Regions from separate parts of the Anolis sagrei genome. Here region 1 is linked to region 2. Evidence: chromatin contacts called from public Hi-C data. All regions are on one chromosome and are shown on one strand. Each heading gives the region's core, a stretch centred on a gene start, on an enhancer-like site or on the middle of the called end of the contact. The rest is flanking DNA. Distances are from core to core; before and after follow the strand shown. Region 1 holds the start of C5H12orf60 (chromosome 5 C12orf60 homolog). Region 2 holds the start of AGBL3 (AGBL carboxypeptidase 3).

Region 1 (5,046 bases), core at 1,432-3,931, 170 kb after region 2:
TCTGTTCTTTCTACTGCTTCTCACTTTACCAAGGTCACAGGTTCAAATCTGGGGAACAGCATGAGCTCCCATTGTCAGCATCAGCTACTGCCAACCTAGCAGTTCGAAAACATGCAAATATGAATAGATCAATAGGTACTGCTCTGGAGGGAAGGTAACAGTGCTCCATGCAGTCATGCTGGTCACATGAACTTGGAGGTGTCTACGGACAACGCGTGCTCTTTGACTTAGAAATGGAGATGAGCATGAACCCCAAGAGTTGGACACTACTGGATTTATGTTCTCATGTTGTCTCAGGATTATGTCTTGACCATGATAGCCTCAGGGTACATCTATATCTACATTGAAAAATTAGTGCAATTTGACACACTGTCATAGCTCAACACTAGGAATTCCTGGGAGCTGGAGTTTGGTGAGGTATCAGCACTCTGTGGCAGAGAAGGCTAAAGACCTTATAAAATTACAAATCCCGGGTTTCTATAGCATTGGGACATGGCAGTTAAAGAAGTGTGAAACTGCATTAATCCTACAGTGCAGATGCACTCTCAGTTTAGTCATTTTGAATGTAAGGGAAATTCAGACTTGATTTGCTCATAGGTCCATATCTTTGTGATAATCACATGGTATACAACTCTCTTTCAGCAGCACATTTCAAATGAAACATTTCATTTCATGTAGCAAGATAGAAATGGTTATTTGAGGAGGAAATATTTTGCCCTTGCTGTAACTAACTATCCTTGTCTGTGTCTATGCTGAAACACACCAAGTGAATCAGACTCGCTTTTTGATACTTCAAACATTTCTGTGATTTTGCTGCCCCCACGTGGAAATTTCATGTAGTGAATAATGTAGCAGGAAAACATATGGGTAGAATTTTAGATTTAGGAAAAGATTATTGTATTTATGCCCCAGGAGTTCATATCTCTTAATTCTTTTTTGTTGTCTTTGACAATTGGACTTCCCAGTATCTGATGCACCAAATGGTGAAGAGCAAAGAAATCAGTCGCTCTTCAATTCTTTAAATCCCAAGAAAGATGCGCTGAACAGCAACATGCACATTATTTATACACAAATTACCTCAAATTCACAGTTGGCTACTTTGTTTCTACAGATGGTATTTTTCTTTCAAAATAGACATTTTCAAATGCTCTCCTGACCAAATAACACTTTGAGGTACATGTTCACGTGTAATAGTGCAGTGCTTTAGGGCTTATGCCAGTGATAGAATCTGAAAAAGCTATGCAGAAATTGAAAAAAACAAAACTTCAACAAAAGGTTTGTTGTACAGCCAAGTTTTTTAGCTGTAGTTTTCTATTATCTGTTTTTTTAGCTGTAGTTATCTATCTGTCAGCTCCAACTCCCCATGTGGGGACATGAGAGAAGCCTCCCACAAGGATGGTAAAACATCCAGGCGTCTCCTGGGCAACGTCCTTGCAGAGGGCCAATTCTCTCACACCAGAAGTGACTTGCAGTTTTTCAAGTCGCTCCTGACACAAAAACTATATATATATATATATATATATATATATATATATGCATATTTCATTAACTAAATCAAGCATACTTAATATTTTACATCAAAATGGCAGATAAAGAAAATATGACATTTTCTCTTTTTTATTTGCACAATTTCCCTGCTGCATAAAGAGAAGCGGGTTTCTAAGACTCGAGCAATCACCTTCTGCTTCACTGCAGCTTGTCAATTATCAATGTGACATATTCTTCTACCATCTTAACAGTCTTTTGAAAACTTTCACAAACAGGCCTCAGTGTTTTAACAGTTTCTTCCAGGCAATCCGTAGTTATTTCAACGGTATTTTTTGAAGAAGACTGTCCTCGAACAGCTAGGATCCGCATGAAACTGGTAAGTGAGAAAGTTGCAGTTCCTATAGACATGCTGCGAGCCCTTGAGTCTGTTGGCAGCATTACACTGGATGCACTTGTGGTGACGTCCGGAAGTACTTTAGTAATTTCTTCATAAGTCATCAGAAGGTCACTCACTCGAAGAGACAGCACAGGAGTGCTTGATGAGTCCCGAATAGCAGCCTCTAGTTTCTCTATGAGATTGCCATGTTTCAATAAGATTATTGAAACAGGACCACAGATGTTGTCATAAACCCCTTTATACTGAACAGCCATGTCCCTTAGAAGTTTAATTTTGTCATCCGTAGAAGAGGAGCTAGCTTTAGTAATCTTGGAATACAAAGGATGGCTGATTTTCTCCTTGATCTCTTTATCTTTTGACTCCACGAGTTCTTGCATCTCTCTCAGAGAACTCATCAGGAGCTGAAGATTCTCCTTGATACTAAGGTTTTCCCTCACTATAATAATCGGGAATTCTGTTTTGAGGAACTGGTTGAACATTCGGAATAGAGTGTTAGTGCAAGAGACAAACATGTAGACACAGTCATATAGACCACGACTAGCATTGACCAGTCTTGCCTTTTCCTTGTCTGCACCAAAAAAGGACATCATTTTCAAAAAAATGGGATGTGTCCCACAAAAATACAAACTGGAGAATACTCAGTGGAAGAACATCAATCAAATGGTTGTCTCAGCCATATATCTTCGGAAATCCCATCAGCAGCACTTATTAGAAAACCAGAGTGAAGTAAGCCTATTATATGATGAATAAAACAATAAATATTTAGTTCTACAGTTTCCTGTTTTATAAATATTGGAAATATTCATAATTAAAAAGTTAACTGCATAAATGAGTTACAGTGTAACATTTACTGAAAGCACAAAGTTGTGAAAAGCCTATTCTGCACTCATATGCCACTGCCTACATTATTGACCTGATTTTGAGTACCCAATGGCAGGCTTCCTACTAGCAGCCACAAAAAACTATTTCTCTTTGCCACTTGAATCAGTTGAGGTTGCACAAATGCCAGATTTATGTCTGGACACTGTATGAGGTCCAAAGGTGAGGAGATGTCTTGCCCTCCCCTAGGAGACCCCAGTATGAAGTGCTAGGGACCAGGTGCCCACTATTCATTTTCCTAAACCAAAACTACCAATTCAGCAACAATACTTAAAGCTTTGAAAACTTCCAGATTTGACTACTATAATGCATACATGTGAATGTCCTTGTAGATAAAATAAGAATAATTTCATTTCTTACAGTGGCTCAAGGCAGGTTACAACATAGCTAAAAAATATAATCATCTAAAACATTCTATGAAATACACACATTAAAACATATTTCTACAAAATGTATATTAAAATGCACAGAAAAAATATTAAACACAAGACACACATTTAAAATATGTGATTGAAATTGGCTGGGTAGGCCTGCCGGAAGAGATAAGTCTTCAATTATGTTTTGGATGATATGGAAAAAGCAGTAGAATTGCTGACTGTAGAAACTAAATAATATAATACAAAATATAATATAATATAATATAATATAATATAATATAATATAGAAACCATATAACCAGTTTTAAAGGAATTGCCCTGGCTATCAATGTGTGTGTGTATGTGTATGTGTCTTCAAAGCTATCTGTGTAAGATTACTCCAAGGCAAGGAATACTCAGAGGTGGTTTTGCCAGCTCTTAGGTCCTTGACTACCAAGACACTTATCCAAATTCAAGGTGCTGGTGATGACATTCAAAGCCTTAATTGGCTTGGGACCCTGATACTTGGAGGAGCATCTCTACTACGTATACCTGTCCAAAGACTAAGATCTACTGAAGAGATCCTCCTATCTCACACTTGTAGAAAGAATATATGGTGAGTTGATACCCTGGGGTTGTCCACTTCAACAGAATAATCCATCTGTGAGAGCATTCTGCCCTGGAACTGCCCCAGATGCATCCCATTAGTGCAACATTTAATTATAGTATGCTACACATAAATTGTATTGAAAGTCATACATTTCCCCTGCCCAAATTTAGATCAGCACAGCCTTAAAACAGGCCCACCTTCTCAAAGCCCAGTTATGCCTTTGGGGGCTTTAGTAAGGTTCTATTGAAAATGGGAATTGTGGATGATGGTGGACAACAGAGTACAGGGAAAAAATGCAGTCCACACTTTGCTCACCTCTCCCATAAAGAGTGTTTCCTTGCTCAACAATGAAGATACCATTTGAAATGCATTATGAGTTGGAACGCCATGCTTAAAGCACATTTTTGTTCCACGCAGTGACAAAATGTGCACAACATTTTTACAGGTGGTTTATTAGCCATGAGAACTTTTGCTTAATTGGCAGCATATTTGTTTTGGTATATTCAGAAAGAGGCATGAACATTACGTCAGCAATTGAAAAGAAAATCTGCATATATTTGGAGCCGAGTTCTATGAGCTTCTGTCCACTAAAAGAGAGCTTAGTAAAAAGCACAATGACCATGGCCTTGTGATCTGTAATGCTAAGCTAAGCAAGTCCAAGCAAGCATCAGTACAAGAGGACATCGACATGATGCCTAATTCGCGCTATCAACAGACTGACAACCAAAAAAGGGATGTTTGGAGGAGCACCGAAATGAATTGTGTCAAGCTGTAATGTGAGATTGTTTTTATTACTAAATTGTTTTGTGACAAGGAATAGTGTGGTTGGAGATAACAAGGAAGTGATAATTTAGATTTGGATATTTACTGATTGATGGAATACGATTCGTGGCTGAATCACGTGGTATGGAACCCTCCATTTTAGCAAGAATTGTGAGTTTCCTATTTGGCTTTCTTGTCTGATTCCACTGCCAAGGATTTCAGCTTCACCACCTCTCTGGAAGCATAAATGTATAACTTTCGAATTTCTGCAGAACTCATTGGTCCCTAAATACAGTTGACGCGTACTGAGAAATGGTAGGAAAGAGGCTTTGTTTTTCTCCAGCAGTTAGCCAATACCTGGTGTTGCTCTGGTGTTTAGACAAGTATTAAAGCAGCCATTATCATCTTTGCTCTTGACTGGAGTATAGATTACATTCTATCCCTGTTACTGCCAGAGCTGTGTGCAATTCAGAAAGTAAGAGTCAATGCTTGGAAAACTTCCTTGTTTGACTGTAACTTTGGAATTCTTTGGCCAACATGACTAGTGTCTGCAT
Region 2 (4,703 bases), core at 347-2,846:
ATTTGAGGGTTTTGCAAGACCAGTCATTCTCGTTGCAACAGTGCAGAAACAATGAGTCCATGGACAATATTTTAGTTCTTATGGACCACTGGTGGTTCATGGACCACAGGTTGGGAACCACTGGTAAAGACACAGACTACCTACTACAACAAAAGTGGTCCTAATGTTTGGGTAAATGGAATACCACACAATGAAGATAGCTGCAGTCCGTGAACATGGGAAGAGCCAAATGTTTCCAATTCCACCAATTTTATAATGTAAACATTTGTAAAAAAAATGTTTAAAAATGAGGCATACCATAAATGAACCAAAGAGTACTATAGAACAGGATTGCATATGATGGCATCATAGCATACAAGCCAGAAACCAAAACAAAGGCTAGTGCAGGCACGGACAAACTTCAGCGCTCCAGGTGTTTAGGACTTCAACTCCCGCAATTCCTAACAGCCTACCAGCTGTTAGGAATTCTGGGAGTTGAGGTTCAATACACCCGGAGGGCTGAAGTTTGTCCATGCCTGGGCTAGTGTATTGATTGCAAGACAGATTTACTGTAACATAAAATTGCTCCCCATTTGATACATCTTTGATCTGCTCCACATGTTCGTGCTACAATCAAAATGCGTGACTTGGAAGTGCTATAAAGGTACTTGGGGTGATTTTGCACTTGCAAAATACTTGGAAGATCACTGCTGCCTATTCATATAAACCAATTCATATTGTTAATGATATAAAGAGTGCAGGAGATGAAAGGTAGAATGGTATTGGAAAATCTATCTGCTTTCATGAAGAATTAAATTCTTTTTTTCATGGCTACGCATCTCTGGGGGCATCTCCATCCAGTCTGACACTACTTAGAATCATAGAGTTGTAAGCCAAGAAGCAGGAAAATTGCATTCAAAGCACCCCCGATAGATGGCCATCCAGCCTCTGTTTAGAAGCCTCCAAAGGAGCCCCCAATATACTCTGGGGCAGAGAGTTCCACTGCTGAACGGCTCTCAGACTGGACGTTTTTCCTAATAGTTAAGGCAGCAGAAAGCAAGCTTGCTCCCTCCTCCCTATGACTTCCTCATATATTTCTACATGGCTATCATGTCTCCTCTCATCCTTCTTTTCTGCAGGCTAAACATGCCTAGCACTTTAAGCCGCTCCTCATAGGGCTTGTTCTCCAGACCCTTGATCATTTTAGTCGCCCTCTTCTGGACACATTCCAGCTTGTCAATATTTCTCTTCAATGGTGGTGCCCAGAACTGGAAACAATATTCCTTGAACGGGTAAAGCTCAATGCTAGGGAATTATGGGAGCTCTTTAACAGAGGAGGCTAACGCCCTTGTAAAACTCCCACCGCTTCACCGCATGGGCCTCTGCTAGTTCAAGCAGTGTCACGTTGCACTAATTCTACAAGGCAAGGCGCGCCTTCCGGCTCCTCCCCTCACCTGGGCCTCGCCTTAATGAGCGGCGCTACTTCCGGCGGAAGAACAGCCCCTAATGCAGCATGGCTGAACCCGAGGGAGTCCCGCCTCCCAAGCCGCCAGGCGGCCAACTCCCAAAGCGGCGCGAGGGCTGGGCGTGGCTTCGGCAGTCCCTTCCGGAATGGGATGGCCGAGGCGCGAGCAGCTGACCCCCCCCCCTCACGCGCGCGCGTTCCATTGGCGGAGGCCGAGAAAGGCCGTTGCCCCGGCAACCGGTTCTGCGTTGGAATGGGGCCCGCCCTCCTCGCGGTTCCAGAACGAGCCTCTCTTGCATTGGGAGAAAGGGAAGAGCAAAGACTATAACAAACCCTGACCTGCCCTTTCATAAACTCCAGCTACTCTGCAGAATGAATGCAATTTGGCACCGTTTCAGCTACCATGGCTCAATGCTAGGGGAGTCCTAGGGAGTTGTAGTTTTACAAAGTATCCAGCCTTCTCTGTTGGATACTTTGTAAAACTACAACTCCCTAGGACTCCCCTAGCATTGAGCCATGGTAGCTGAAACGGTGCCCAACTGCCTCACCAAATTGCAAAGCCCAGGATTCCTTAACATGGGGCCATGGCAGCTGAGGCGATGCCAAACTGCATTAATCCAGTGCTCATTCGTTTTTACCCCATTAGGGTTCGTAGATGTTATTCAGGAACAAGCCCAATGAGGAGCAGTTTAAAGAGCTGGGCATGTTTAGCCTTCAGAAGCGAAGGCTGAGAGGAGACATGATGGCCATGCATAAATATGGGTAATAGTATGATAGCTGGGTCCAGAAGCTCTCAGCGTTTCGGAGATGCCGCATCACTCTGTTGGGAGCGCTGTTTGTGCAAGAGAGACTTAGCTAATGTAAGCCAGCCCGAGACAGATAATATAGAAGTAATGTAAGAGTTCTTTAATGGTGAAACCCTTACCCTAACGCTTAACCTAATCCTGAACCATACTGTAAGCCTAAGTCAAACCCTAAACCTTACCCTAACCCTAAATCTTACCCTAACCGTAACCCAAACCCTAAACCTGACACTAACTCAGCCCCTAAACCTTACCCTAACCCTAAACTGTACCCTAACCATAACCCTTTACCCTAACCTTAACCCAAACCCTAAACTTTGTCCTAACCCTTACCCTGTGTCCCCTCCTTTCTATCCTTCCTTGGCTCTCCCCGCTCTTGCTCTGCCCCCTCTTTTCCCTTATTCACAGCCACCTTTGTGGCATCTCCATAATACTCCGAGCTTCCGGACCCAGCTATCATACCCAGGCATGGGCAAACTTGGGCCCTTCAAGTGCTTTGGACTTCAACTCCCACCATTCCTAACAGCCTCAGGCCCCTTCTTGTTCCCCTTAAGCAGCTGAGGGGGAAAAGGAAGGGGCCTCAGGCTGTTAGGAATGGTGGGAGTTGGAGTCCAAAACCCCTGGAGGGCCCAATTTGTTCCAGGCCTGGTGTACTTATCTCAGCCAAGCCTTGTGCATAAGGGGACTTTGAAATTCCTGATAAGGAATGCTCAACCTTTAGCAAGTTTAAATATTAAAAGCCTGTGAAAAGGAACAAAAATACCCTGACAATATTAGGTAACGATGTCTTTTTTTGTAGGGTGGTGTGTGTGTTTGTAAGGTATCTGAAAATACATGAATGGAGATGCTACTTGTACCAGTACAATATGTATCGTGCTGATAATAGTTTTTGAGACTAAAAGGAGAGATATAACTGAACATACCTGACAGCATTGAGTCTGCTGAGTGATGCCCCCTGTAACAAGATGTCTAAAGTTTTTTTGGGGGGGGGGGGGGGGAATTACTCAGGAAACTATTTCACAAATGTTCAGGATGAGTTAATGTCAGGGTGCTTTATGATTACAAAGCATGTCTACTCGAAACACTGAAGAATTAAGATATAAATACTTCTTATTATTCCTGCAATGCTATAAATATCTGATGCCAGCAAAGAAAAAAAAGAAAAAAAGACCATAATTTTAAAGCTGTCTTCTGACTTTTAACTCCTTTCCCTTTGGAATTATTTCCCAAAAACATATACATAAATAATATATTTATAGCTCACCCTCTCTCCCTGAAGGGATTCAAACCTCCCTATTATTCAAAAGAACACAAAAGGTTTAGTATGTTGCATTGAAAAATAAATATCTGTGAGTTATGAAAGTGAATTACAGATGAGAAATAGACATTTGTTAAATCAAACAAAAATAACACTTTCAAACCAGGAACAGAAAAATTGTCAAACATTTTTGTATAGAGTAATACATAGTATCAGAATACCTCTTTGATCGTTTTCTTTCCAAGACTTTGTTTCATGAAGAACTTCATACTCTGTTCTTGTGCAGAGCTGGCAACAACCATGGAATGATTCAGATTTGGAAATGTAGAAGGAAACACATCCACCTCACTTTCCTGCCATAGATATCTCATTGTGACATATGGTAAGCGCAAAGTAGTAACTTGGGTGCATGATGATACTGAGCCGACTTGAAGCGCCAGGGACATTTTTCTGAGAAAGTTGCTTAGCATTCTGCTTAGAGCACCAAGCTGTTAAAATGCATTTACTCACAATGCAGCATAAAGGTCAGGGATGATCAATAGTAGCATGATCCATTTTACTTTGTATGTGTGTGTGCGCGCACACATATACACACACACTAAGAGGAAGGAAGATTACAAGCCTACTCAAGTTCTTGCAGGGAAAAAAATATGTGTATCTGATGAACCATATTTACATACCCATAATATTTTTTCCTGCAAAAGCCTGCAACAGTTTGTAATCTTTTTCTCTTAGGTCTAGTATTTTTAAACTTCACAGCATCAAAGATTGCTCTCTTACCATTTGTATTCTTACTTGATTTTATGTACTATCCTTCCTGTTCTAATATTTTCAGTACCTCACTCCTATATCCAGGGATGGATAGTGTGCTGCAAAGAACAATCATGGAAAGGTCCTTCATCAATTATTTGTTAGCTCCTGCGGTGCCCATAGTGACAGGGTTATGATAATGACATAATATATTCTCAGAGGAACCTGCCATTGCAACATTATCTCTTCCCGTACATTGCCTACATTGTGCTTTCAATCTGCTAGTCACTAATGAATCATCCACTAATGTTGGCTGATGTATAAGCAGCATGATCAGATATTATTTGAGTATAAAGGGCTGCAACCCATAACATATTTATTTGGGAAAGTAAGTACCTCTGCAATCAGATTTAATTCTTCAGATGGGGTTATCAGTGTGGTAGATGTT

Evidence for each region. A called contact is a pair of places that touch in the nucleus more often than the background predicts.
Region 1: a contact with region 2 is called in a Hi-C map of mixed tissue, with 5 times the contacts expected there. The contact joins the promoter of C5H12orf60 here to the promoter of AGBL3 in region 2. A contact is called at or near these places in 2 of 2 Hi-C or Micro-C datasets (both in mixed tissue).

Annotation. Positions count from the first base shown.
Region 1 is chr5:158,495,269-158,500,314 of rAnoSag1.mat, forward strand. It overlaps C5H12orf60 (chromosome 5 C12orf60 homolog), which reads right to left and starts at 2,682. Exons shown (of 1, transcript XM_060776126.2): 1 at 1,578-2,682. The coding sequence starts at 2,475. The coding sequence ends at 1,687.
Region 2 is chr5:158,323,009-158,327,711 of rAnoSag1.mat, forward strand. AGBL3 (AGBL carboxypeptidase 3) reads right to left here and starts at 1,597. Exons shown (of 22, transcript XM_060777216.2): 1 at 1,434-1,597.